Linked DNA regions of Arachis hypogaea: all the other regions are linked to region 1. The links are chromatin contacts, called in public Hi-C maps. All regions are on one chromosome and are shown on one strand. Each heading gives the region's core, a stretch centred on a gene start, on an enhancer-like site or on the middle of the called end of the contact. The rest is flanking DNA. Distances are from core to core; before and after follow the strand shown. Region 1 holds the start of LOC112743567 (histidine biosynthesis bifunctional protein hisIE, chloroplastic). Region 2 holds the start of LOC112743571 (probable WRKY transcription factor 49). Region 3 holds the start of LOC112743566 (laccase-2).

Region 1 (4,101 bases), core at 1,488-3,987:
AAAACACCCTCTTGAGAACGTATCATATGGTGTTTAAAAACTGGTGTTTAATTTACTAAAAAAAGTTAAAACTTAATATTTAATTTAAAAGTTTAAAAATAAATAATTTTTAAATATTTAAAATTTGCTATAAAAATAAGTTAGATAAAAAGTGAACTTTAACTCGTAAGTGCTATAGAATTGGCCATTATCAAATTACATAAATAGTTTATCCCATATTTTTTTCTTTATCTAGTGTATAGTATCATCTAAAAAGAATTTAAAGAAAACATTTTTCCTTTAGGTTACACAATTTTGGACTCTTGCAAATAGAGACCAAGACACAACCTCTCTTTTTTCAATGCCTCCTCTTCTTTGTCCCTGTGCTTTCCCTAATTGCTTCGCCCGTCTGTCAATCTTTGCTCTTGTTCACCACTGCTCTGATCCATTTCTTTCCTTCGCCGTTTGTAGTTGCCTCCCATTGCTTTGCGCCTTGCTTATCGTCTCTGCGATCGCTCTATTCCTTTGCGTTGTCGTGCCTCTCTGCTTTGTGTCTCTCTCTCACTAGTCACTACAATCCTATAAGGTATTATAATTGATAATTAGGAATTTAGAATAAATTTATTATTAATATAGAATTTACAATGCTAATGTTACTTGTTAGGTTAAATTATTTCACACTTAAAAGTTAAAACTATTTGATATAATACATATGTATTTAATGGTGGATATTTCAATAAAAATTTTATAGTTATCTTTGTAAAGATATTTTATTTTAATTATTGAATGAGAGATTTTAGAATTTAATTTTTATACACTATAAAAATACTATTTTTATTTAAAGTGTCATAAAACTAAGGTTTTAAGAATCGGATTAATTATTGAACCGTTCTAGTTATTGGTTTATTGGTCCAATCGATCTAATCGATGGTTCAACCGGAAAAACTGTTTCAGAATAAAATAATAAATAAATTATAAATAAACATCCTAAAATATAATTATAATCTAATATAAATCTTAAAATATTTTCGAAATTTAAAACACTACATAAAATATCATCAACCAAATCCATATGATCTTATCAAAATACAAAATTAAAAATTAAATAGTAAAAAACATATCTAAATATTAAATTCTAACATCATGATTTATCAATCATCAAAATTCGCAAGAACTTGTTGCAAATTTGCTTCGGTAGATTAGGATTAGGATTAGCAGCATCATTCGAAATAGGAGGATTGACAGGCAAGTTATTATTCACAGATGTATTATTATCAGCAGTTGCTTCTTGATTAATACTATTATCCATAACTGAAATTAATAAAAGTTTTATTAATTAAAACAAAATTAAAGACCAGCCACAACACAATGAAAAATAAAAAAATTATCAACATGACCATATCTATATTCTGCCACCAACATTCAGCAACAAATAAAACTAGCAAAACCAGCAATAATTAGGAGCCAACAACTACAAATCAAAGCAAAACAAGCAACTACAAAACAAAGAAGTATCCATAACCAGATACGAAATTAAAGACCAGCCACAGGCCCATAGCACATTGAAAAATCAAAAAATTATCAACATGACCATATCTAAATTCTGCCCCCCAACATTCAGCAACAAACAAAGCCAGCAAAACCAGCAATAATTAGGAGCCAGCAACTACAAATCAAAGCAAAACCAGCAACTACAAATCAAAGCCATTAGCAAATGTGAACAAAAAAATTAGGAGCCATCAGCAACCAGTAAACCAGTAAAAGTGTAAAACACTAGCCAACGAGCAATTAGAAAACACTAAACAGAGTAACAATAAATTTGAAAACAGAAAAAATACTAAAACAGAGAAAACACTAAAACACTAACCTGGGTAATTAGTTAATTACCGATCCATCAACAAATACATTCAGAACCAAACTTTAAACCAAGACCGAAGAAGAAGAATTGAAGAAAAATGCAACAAAATTGAAGAAGAAGGCTGAAGAAGAAGATCGAAGAACAACAACTTCAGAGCTTCAAAGTTCAAACCAAGAACAAGACTAAACATTCAGTGAAGAACTGAAGATGAAGACGAGAAGCCACTAACTTGGGTTCCGTGCCGAGAAGCCGACGAAGATGAAGACGACGTGCCGATCTACTGGGTTCCGGACACGGAGAAGAGGAAGAAGCGGCGACGCTGAGGACCTGGGGACGGCGGCCGCGCTGAGGATCCGGGAATGGCAACGACAATGAAGGGCTAGGGTTTTTGATTTTTCCTTTCTTCATAGTTCTCCAATAGTGACAAATGTTGGGAAAAGAAGAGGGGGGGTTGGGTCTCGAATGCATTATGGCATTTGCTTCTATTTTTTATTTTAAATAAAAAACTGCGTCGTTTTATTCGAACCGGTTGGTTACTGGTTTGATGATTTTTGACTGGTTTTTCTACCAGCGATTTTAGACAATAGACTTGACCGTTTTTGTTATCGGTTCACGGTTAAATCGATTAAATCGATCAGTCCAGTTCGATTTTTAGAACCATGCATAAAACCAATAAGTCACTTTTTTATCTTTCATATGTAAAGATTTTTGATATTATCTATGACTTTGTTGTTGATTATTATGTTCTCTCTCTTTCTGGTCTCAGATGCTTTGTTATATAATATTTTTATGTTGAATATTCAAAATCAATCTAAATCGAATAAAATCAATCAACCAAATAAAAAAATCGAATAAATCAAACCCCTACAAAACCGGGAAAAAAATTAATTTTTTGTTCCGTTCATTTCAGTTTTCAATTCTAACATCAAATATCTGAACCAAATCGAACCGGTAGATACATTTGCCCCCACTTAACCCAAACCTTACTGGTCTAATAAGCTTCTCTCTCTCAAAGCACTCCCGCTGCGCACAAAAGGCCACAGACTCCTCTCTTCACTCATGCCGCCGAAAGCACAAACTCCTCTCTCACTCACTCCCCTCTCTCAGTCACAGTCCTCTCTGTCGTCGTCCATCGAAGCCTCACGCCGTCGAGCAGCCGCGCATGCTCCGTCGCAGTTCGTCAGCCTCCAGTCATTCTCAGCGCCTTGGTGCTTCGTTGCTCTCAGCGCCGTCGTGCTCCGTCGCAGTTCGTCAGCCTTCCAGTCGTGCAACGTCCAGCCTCTCCGCCTCCATCTAGTCTATCGCTTTCGTCGCTGCATCTACCAATGGAGCCTTATGTTTTTTTTTTTAATTCTGTTTTTAAATTCTGTTTATTTTTCATAATTTGTTGTTATGATTATGATTTTTAAATTCTGTTTTAAAATTTTTCAAGTCTTAGGTTTTTTATTTTTCAATTCTGGTTCTAAATTCTGTTTATTTGTCATAGTTTGTTGTCATAATTCCGTGTTTAATCTGATTATTTGTTACTTGCTAATTTTTGTTAGGATTATTTGTTTTTGGCTCTGATTGTTTAATTTCATTGTTCTTGTTCTCGCTGAATTTTAATCTGATTATTTGTTATGTGCTTAGTTTTTGTTATGATTTTTTGTTCTTGCCTCTGTTGTTTTAATTTGATTTTTTTTGTAGTGCTGATAATTAATTCTTGGGACTGATTATTGATTATTGTTTTTTAATCTGATTATATGGATTATTGATTCTGCACAAGATGATCTGAAAGAGGAGGCAATGAGTTCCCCCAAGTCCCTCTGAATTCACTTCATATTTTATATTCATTTGTCACAATTATGTGAACTTAATTTGTTGATTTGGGAATCTCAACATTGAGCTAACATTTTCACATCTCATTGACTGCCTTGTTCTTTTTCATTTTGTAGGCAGAGTTTTGTCTTTTTGAAGTAGTGAATTAATTCTTGCATCTGGATATTTGAAAATTTAGGTATTGATTTTTTTTTATCAGATTTATGGTTTCAGCATCTAGTGAGAAATTCAGATTTGAGTTAATCAAATAGAATTGCTTTTCCAGTACCCTAATAATAAAGGCTGTACATGGTTAAGGTTAATTAAAAACACAAACCTGTTTTTGGTTAATTAAATATTTGGTTTAGGTTAATTACCCAAACTGGTTTTACATGATAAAATTGGTGTTTAACTAGTTAGAAAATAAAAAATTTAGTTTTTAACCGGTTATAAAAATAAAAACCGAT
Region 2 (4,168 bases), core at 1,524-4,023, 210 kb before region 1:
GGCTTTTAACACTGTTGCATCTGGGCTTTGTTTAGACTTACGAATTAAAAAAACTAATGATGAGTAACTGATAGTCTAAAATGATAAAATCTACTGCCCTGTTTATCTGAATGTTTAAGTGTGTGAGGAATTTTAATAAGCTCACAACATAAAATTGTGTTGCCAAATAGCTATACTGTGCTACTCACCCAAAAGGGCTAACTATATAATTAGGGTCTTGTTAATTGTGTTTTTTGTTTATTTACCTAATTACTTTTTTAGATATAGGATATGAAAGCTATCATGGAATTAGACTAATAGAATTATGTTTTCACCATGTGACATATATATTAAAAATTAATCATCAAATTTGGCACTCATATAAAATATATATTAAAATATAAAATTATAAAATAATACATTAATATATATACAAATATACAGGATTAATTTTTAGTGTGCAAATAATATTTTTATTTATTAAGATCTTATTAATAAATGCTTCAAGGATATTTGTTGTTGTTAAATATAAAATTTTAAAAATGTTTTTATTAATAAAGGCATTGCTAAGCTTAATTAAAGTTGATAATAATTTTTAAAAGAATTTGTTTAAGTGGTCATCTGAATAAAGAATAACTGTTAGTCATTAAGGTGGCCTTAATAAGTTAATTTTGAGCTTGCATTTGGTGGACAACGTGAGTATGAACAAGGATTAGGTATCTTGAAAATCCACAGTACTGAAGTTACCAAAGATAGATAAGTTTTAATGAAAAAGATGGATGATTTAGGGTGTCTAGTCCGAGGAAATTAAATTTGAGATGCAACTTTCAACCCAATTTGTCACATCAATTACTATAACGTGAATACCATAGCAATCTAATTGAAGTGTACTAATATTCTTCACCGTCTTACCCTTTTTAGTTTTTATACCATTCTCTATCACCCATCATAAACCTATCAAAAATACCGTTCATTGAAAATCCCAATATTTGGTAATTAGTAACTGCTGATTACCAAGGATATTTATCAGTGTTTTTAGTAAATCTATGTGACATAAAAATTAAATAAATAAATAATGTTTGTTTCACGTTTTGAATACATTTTTTTTATGCCGATATAAAAAATAAGAGGAAATTTTAGGAGTTAACCAATATTATACAACTAATATTACAATTAATATTTAATATAAAAAATATTTAAAATTCTTAAAAACAAGAATATCTAAAACTCAACTAAAAAAATATATCCAAAATTTAATTCGATAAAATCTCATATTTAGTGGATTTGATATTAGACTTGTTTAATAATTTACTATCTATAATATTAACTAAAATTGACTATTATAGTGTTAATTATTTCTCTAGTATTATTTAGAATATAAATCTTTATCTTTTTGAATAATACATATAGAAAAATATAGAAAAAAGATATATACAAAAATAATACATATAACATTCCTCCTCCATATCAAATAATATACCATTCACTATTGATTTGAATGTTTAAGGTGTTGTTGCAAACAATTGTAATGGTTAATTGTGTAACAAAAGTTACCAAATTATATATATATATATATATATATCCTAATAGTAAATCTGACTATAACTAACATGCTTTCTGGCACTGGCAATGTATATCGTGTTCAATTTTTTGTTGGAGTAGCTTATGAAATGAGCTTTGCAAGAGATGGAAATTGGAAATTGGAATAACTAGTTCTGTTTCAACAAAGAATTTTAAGAATGCATAAATTCTGTGCAATGTGTTAAGTTAAACAGAGGAACCCAAATGTGAATGAAATTATGCTAGGTAATCAATGACTTTTTTGAACAACATAAATAACGGGCTTTAAAATTGGTTCTGAAGTAAAATATACTACACTCTAACTTACTCACCTAAATTTTAGTGTTAGAATAACTATTTGCACACCTAGTGAATTGAACATCCGATATATTCATTGTTCATATTATTTAATATTTTTATTATCTACCTATACTTTTCCACGTGAATAATGCTCATTTTTGGTGTATCACAAAAAAAATCAAATAAATACGTAGAAGAAAGAATCAGTATTACCTAGGATTTGGGCTATTCTTAATAGATTTTTGACCATACTTCCTCCACTTATATCCATCATCACCCATCCCATTGCCAAAGCACTTGAATTTGAGCGTATACTTGTTCTCAATTTTACTCAAACCCCTTTCCAATATGGAAACCCTGAAACAACATATTCATAAAAAATTGGAGTCCAATTCACAAAGTTAACACTACATTAGTTCTATTGATGAATACAAATTAAATATACCTTGCTGATGAGAGGTGTTCCAAATGCTGATCGCTTGGGTGGTTGTCACTATTATTGATCACTGACAAAGCATTTTCAAAGTCTGAGATTGTAGGACCTGAGTAAATGTTGGATATGAACCTGTTAATGGCGTGGTCATAATCATCACCGTCACCATCATCGGTATTTGAAAAATAAGAAGGCGGCGGCCTTATTATTGAGTTGTAGTGGTCCGAAGGCGGAAGAAGAAGAGGAGTGGCATCATCTAAAAGCTCTTTAACAAGGTCATCATCCTCTGACCCTTCTGAACAAGAAGAATTGGAATTAGAATTAGAAGACATTAGTATGACTTCCTCCTCCTCCATCATCATCGTCATCAATGCATTTGTTGTTGACTCAACCATTTATTATTTATTAGGAATTTGGACTTTGGAAACTAAGAAGAGGAGGGTATGAATAATGAAGAAAGAGAAAGAAGGATAGGAAATTTAAGAGTGGAGCAGATGAGGCAGGTTGTTGTGACGTATAATCCCCCTATTTGACTTTAAAGTAAGGGGAGGTGTTGTGGCTGTTTTTTGTATGTATTCTACTTTGACTTCCTTGGACAATATTTCTAATCAATTTCCAAATGCTGTCACCATCATATTTTTCATCATGGGGCCATTTCTTTCTTTGTTTTTTTTTTAAAGAAAAGTTACAAATACCTTTTTTATTGGAGCATTTTAAACTAGTGTTGAAGATTTTACTCACAAAGAATAAACACTTATCTTAAATATATTAGGTTTAACACTCAACAATTATATTTTGATTAAATTTCCTTTAACATAAAATATACATGATTCGATATGAATTATTCGAACCCTACAAATCATTAATTTTAATTAAACTTGGCCAAATCAATAGGTCAAATTAATTTTTAAAGTGATCCTTAAAATTAGTTATATATATTAAAATAATTTTTAAAATTTTAATAATACTAATTATGTCTTTGAAATTGATAAAAATAAATCACATTAGTTTCTAATAGAATGATTAGTCACTCGATAACAAAAGATAAAGATACTAACATAAAATATTTTTATCAATTTTAAAAATATAATTGATACAATAATTAAATTTCAAAAACTGTTTTGATATATATGCAGCCTATTTAATGGCAAAAATATTATTTGTACACTAAAATTAACTATTAAAATCAGTCATCAATGTATTTATGTATAAATACATAATTTAATTTATTTTTAATATATATTTATATTCTAACATGTATTTTATATTAGTGACTGAGTTTAGTACATAAATAATATAATCCATTTAATGGAGCACTCTAAGAACTTAACTAAGGTGGTTTTGTTGCGAGCTTGGTCTGGCTAATGACTCGACTTGGTTGATTCACCAAATTATTGGATCTTTTTTTATGACTGATTAGATCAAAACGAGTTTAATAAAAATTACAATTTATAGGGATTACGTACATTTATCATAATTATTAGAATTTCTTAGACCTATATGGCTAAAAACGAGGCCATGTCAACCGTGAATATGTAACATTGTAATTTACTAGATGGAATCCAAGCATTGAATATTTGAATTTCATCAGTGCCCTTTATTTTGGTTTCTCGTTTCATGATTTCTTGTAGTGTCTCTTTTTCACCTCTTTAATAATTTACTTATAGTTACAGGTAACTTGGTCTATTATATGGCTGTGCTTTTAGATTATTTTTGGGAATTGAAATGATGGAGTCCATACAAACAAGATATCCTGCTGTGCCCTCGTTTTGGATGTGGGTTTGACTTTTTTTTTTTAAGAAAAACAAAAAAAAAATAATCTATGGTACTGTTATGTGCAGGCTGTGTTTTCATTTAAATGTTTATTTGTCCTGTTATATGATGGGATAGATGCAT
Region 3 (3,725 bases), core at 414-2,913, 230 kb after region 1:
AAGTTTCACAAGCCACCTCAATTTACACTCAACAAAATGATCCCCAAACCATCAAATTCAATCATTTACAGTCAATCAAGTTCGAACCTACTCAATCCATACATTGCAACTCTAAATCATCAACTTCTCATCTCAAATCCTCAATTCTGTTATTCTAACAAATCATTACCAATATCTACATACTCAATTCCATAATCACCATTTCAAGCTCATGCATCAACATTCAATACATTCATCACTTACCAAACTTATCTTTCATGGCCTTCGGCCCAAATTCACATCCTCCGGCCCAACATTCATTTATCCGATCAACTTAATAATTCAACAATTCATCAATTCATAATTTTAATCATTAATTCATACTACATTCTCATACAAGTAGTCACATCTCAATTCACAATTACCACATTTAATTTCTATCCAATCGCACAATTCAATATTATTCCTAGGGGTACCTAGCCTAGGATTTCATGTCACATTACATGATACTTAAATGAAATTTAAACCGTACCTTCATGATGACGGTTCACACCTAACACTTGGGTTTTCTTCTCAATGACACCCATGCTCCAAACAAGCGAGGTTTATCCAAAAGCTTCGCAAGCCAAAATCAAGGTCCTAATGTGTACCAAAATCACCCAACAACTCTAGTGTAACTAATTTCACACATATATCAACTTAGGATTCATAAAATTTGATAAATCACAAGGGTTTAGTGAATTCTTACCTTATCTACTGGAAAATTGGGATGGAACTCACTAATAGCTCATACTAAAGCACTCCTAAACCATCAAAATCACAAAATCTCTAAAATTTTATTAATAAAACAAGAATTGTGTAAAATTGATTAATAAATGTATAATTTAAAAAAAAATAAAAATCTCTAAAATCAATTTTGTAACTTATTTTATTATTTTTTTCAAAAAATTTAAGAAAGAAAAAGAAAAAATTTTGATATTATAATTTGAAAAAAAAGTTACATCATGATAAATTAATTAATTTAACAAAATTTAGACTAGATTAAAAGTTAAAATTAACCATGATAAGTCAATTTATTTCATTTAATAATAAAAAGACATGTCATAAAGAGTAACTTACTCTTTAATTTAGAGAGTTAAATAGAATTCACCATATAATAATTATTATAGAACTTATTTAATTTATATTTTTACAATAATTATATATTTATTATTATTATTATATATATTATAATAATTATTATATATTTTTTATGATTATTAAAATTTTTTAAATATAGAATATAAAATAATTAATATTAAATTGTCATTAAAATATTTTTTAACGACTATTTTTATTCTCACTAAAATCAAAATGAACGGTATTAAGTTATTGTACAAGGACGGTGCATCCAAGTGCATCCACGTTAAGCACTTAATTAGTCTTTACACTAGAAGCAAACTTTTTATGTTATATATTGTTTTTGGAGACAAGACCGTGTATACACTCATCCAATGTTATAAGAGTCATTGTGATATCAAAAATCTTAAGTACTGGATGGCATGCACCTCAAAATTATTACTTCACATCCACTCTAAAATTCAGCTAGACCTAAAGTTATGTCTACCAGACATTACCACCACAAAACAAAAATAAATAAATAAATAACAACAAAGATCAAATTAAAGTGTCTCATTATTTTTGGAATATCCTCTCTATATATATGAAGTCGGAAGTGAACTCAGTCATCCCAACCATAAAACACATACACAAGAAATTGCATAATGGACTTTCTCCACCTCCCATCATTTGCATCTATGAGAGTTCTTGTCTTTGGTTTTTGGGTTGTAACTTTATTTTCTGAGTTTGCAGTTGGCATAACAAGGCACTATACATTCAATGTACAATATTTAACAAACTCATGCTTAGCTTCTGAAAGTTTATTAGTTCTTTCTATCAATTGCATTATTTTATTCATCACTATACCATACTAATTTTTTATGCTACCCTTTTCCATGTGAAGATTGAGTATTTGAACGTCACAAGATTGTGTCACACAAGGACTATTCTGAGTGTGAATGGGAAATTCCCAGGACAACCATTAGTGGCAAGGGAAGGTGATAGGGTGTTGGTTAAGGTGGTTAACCATGTCTCCAACAATGTAACCATTCATTGGTATGTTTGCTTTGTGTTCTCATTGTTTATTTTGAAGCCAACCCAAATTCCTGATTAATTAAAACAACAGTTGCGACTCTTCTAATATTGCTATTGTGAACTGGGATGATGCCCATTACATTATTTGTAATAATATCATAATGACTCTAACTGCCACCATTACATACATATAATTAGAGCATAAGTACAAATGCACTCATAATTATAACTCTAATTTAAAACTACACACGAGTTTAATTTTGCAGGCATGGGATTCGGCAGATAACAAGTGGTTGGGCAGATGGACCAGCATATGTGACACAGTGTCCCATACAAAGCAATCAGTCCTACACATACAATTTTACCATTACTGGCCAAAGGGGAACCCTTCTTTGGCATGCTCACATTTCATGGCTTAGAGCTACCATTTATGGACCCATCATAATCCTCCCTAAGCATAAAGACCCTTATCCGTTTGAGAAACCACATAAGGAAATCCCTATCATTTTCGGTATTATTTATATAGCATCACACCACTCATATATGTATTTTATATCTATTATTTGAAAAATCATATATTCTAACCAACTCCCTCTATTTTAAACTAAGAGTCGCTTTTATTGTTATAATACATTAAAAATTAAGGTATCTGAATTTAGAACTATTTTAAATTTATATACATTAATTTTTAAATATATCAAAAAAAGTCGAAGTGATATTTATTTAAAATGGAGGATTTTAAAATAAACGTCACTTTTTTTTATGATATATTTAAATAATTAATGTATCAAGAATTCAAGATCTAGTTAAATTTACATTAATTTTTTATTGTCGTGTAATATAATTATAGAAAAGTATGAATATCAATATACTATTTGTCAATTTATTGTTAATAATAATTAATTATTATATTTTAAACACATATATAAGGAGACATATTCAGAAAATACATTATAAAGATATTTTTATTAGACATAGCCATAAAAAAAATATTTTTATTAGACACATCTAGAAAGATACTTCCATTAAAAATAGTCATAAACAAGAGTTAACAGAAATTGGTTGAGAGAAATTGATAGAAATACGGTAGCAAAATTGTATAATTATTTTCTTTTTTTTTGTTTAAGAATATAATTATTAACTAACTGGCAAAGTTGTGGGACTTCAGGTGAATGGTTCAACGTTGACCCAGAAGCAGTTATAAGTCAGGCCCTTCAAACAGGAGGGGGTCCCAATGTTTCAGATGCTTACACCATCAATGGTCTTCCGGGGCCTTTCTATAATTGTTCCTCTAATAAAGGTATAATAACCAAACAAAAAATGAAATTAAAAGGTGCAATTAGAAAATTAAATAATTAAAGTTAATTTGAAGTTGAAAAGATAGAGCGTGGAAGAGTAGAATTGACAAGGCATTTTAGCTGCAGCAGGGGATCATGATGACTTCGCTAAATATTTAGATCTTTTGCTTTTTCCCTTCTCATTTTAACTGAAGCACAATGTTTAATAATTAACCACAACAAACTTGTCAATTGTCAGGTTCAATTCTTCCATTCAAACCTATTATAAAGAGAAATATGAGTATTTTCATTTTATAAGAGATCAGTTTACACACT

What was found. A called contact is a pair of places that touch in the nucleus more often than the background predicts.
Region 2: a contact with region 1 is called in a Hi-C map of leaf, with 1.9 times the contacts expected there. The contact joins the promoter of LOC112743571 here to the promoter of LOC112743567 in region 1. A contact is called at or near these places in 2 of 8 Hi-C or Micro-C datasets (leaf and an unstated tissue).
Region 3: a Hi-C map of leaf shows a contact between it and region 1, with 2.0 times the contacts expected there. The contact joins the promoter of LOC112743566 here to the promoter of LOC112743567 in region 1. A contact is called at or near these places in 2 of 8 Hi-C or Micro-C datasets (both in leaf).

The regions. Positions count from the first base shown.
Region 1 is chr14:100,057,494-100,061,594 of arahy.Tifrunner.gnm2.J5K5, reverse strand. LOC112743567 (histidine biosynthesis bifunctional protein hisIE, chloroplastic) reads left to right here and starts at 2,737. Exons shown (of 7, transcript XM_072214345.1): 1 at 2,737-3,833.
Region 2 is chr14:100,271,143-100,275,310 of arahy.Tifrunner.gnm2.J5K5, reverse strand. It overlaps LOC112743571 (probable WRKY transcription factor 49), which reads right to left and starts at 2,773. Exons shown (of 3, transcript XM_025792836.3): 1 at 2,285-2,773; 2 at 2,053-2,196. The coding sequence starts at 2,667.
Region 3 is chr14:99,827,495-99,831,219 of arahy.Tifrunner.gnm2.J5K5, reverse strand. It overlaps LOC112743566 (laccase-2), which reads left to right and starts at 1,663. Exons shown (of 6, transcript XM_025792827.2): 1 at 1,663-1,859; 2 at 1,982-2,133; 3 at 2,379-2,623; 4 at 3,281-3,412. The coding sequence starts at 1,743.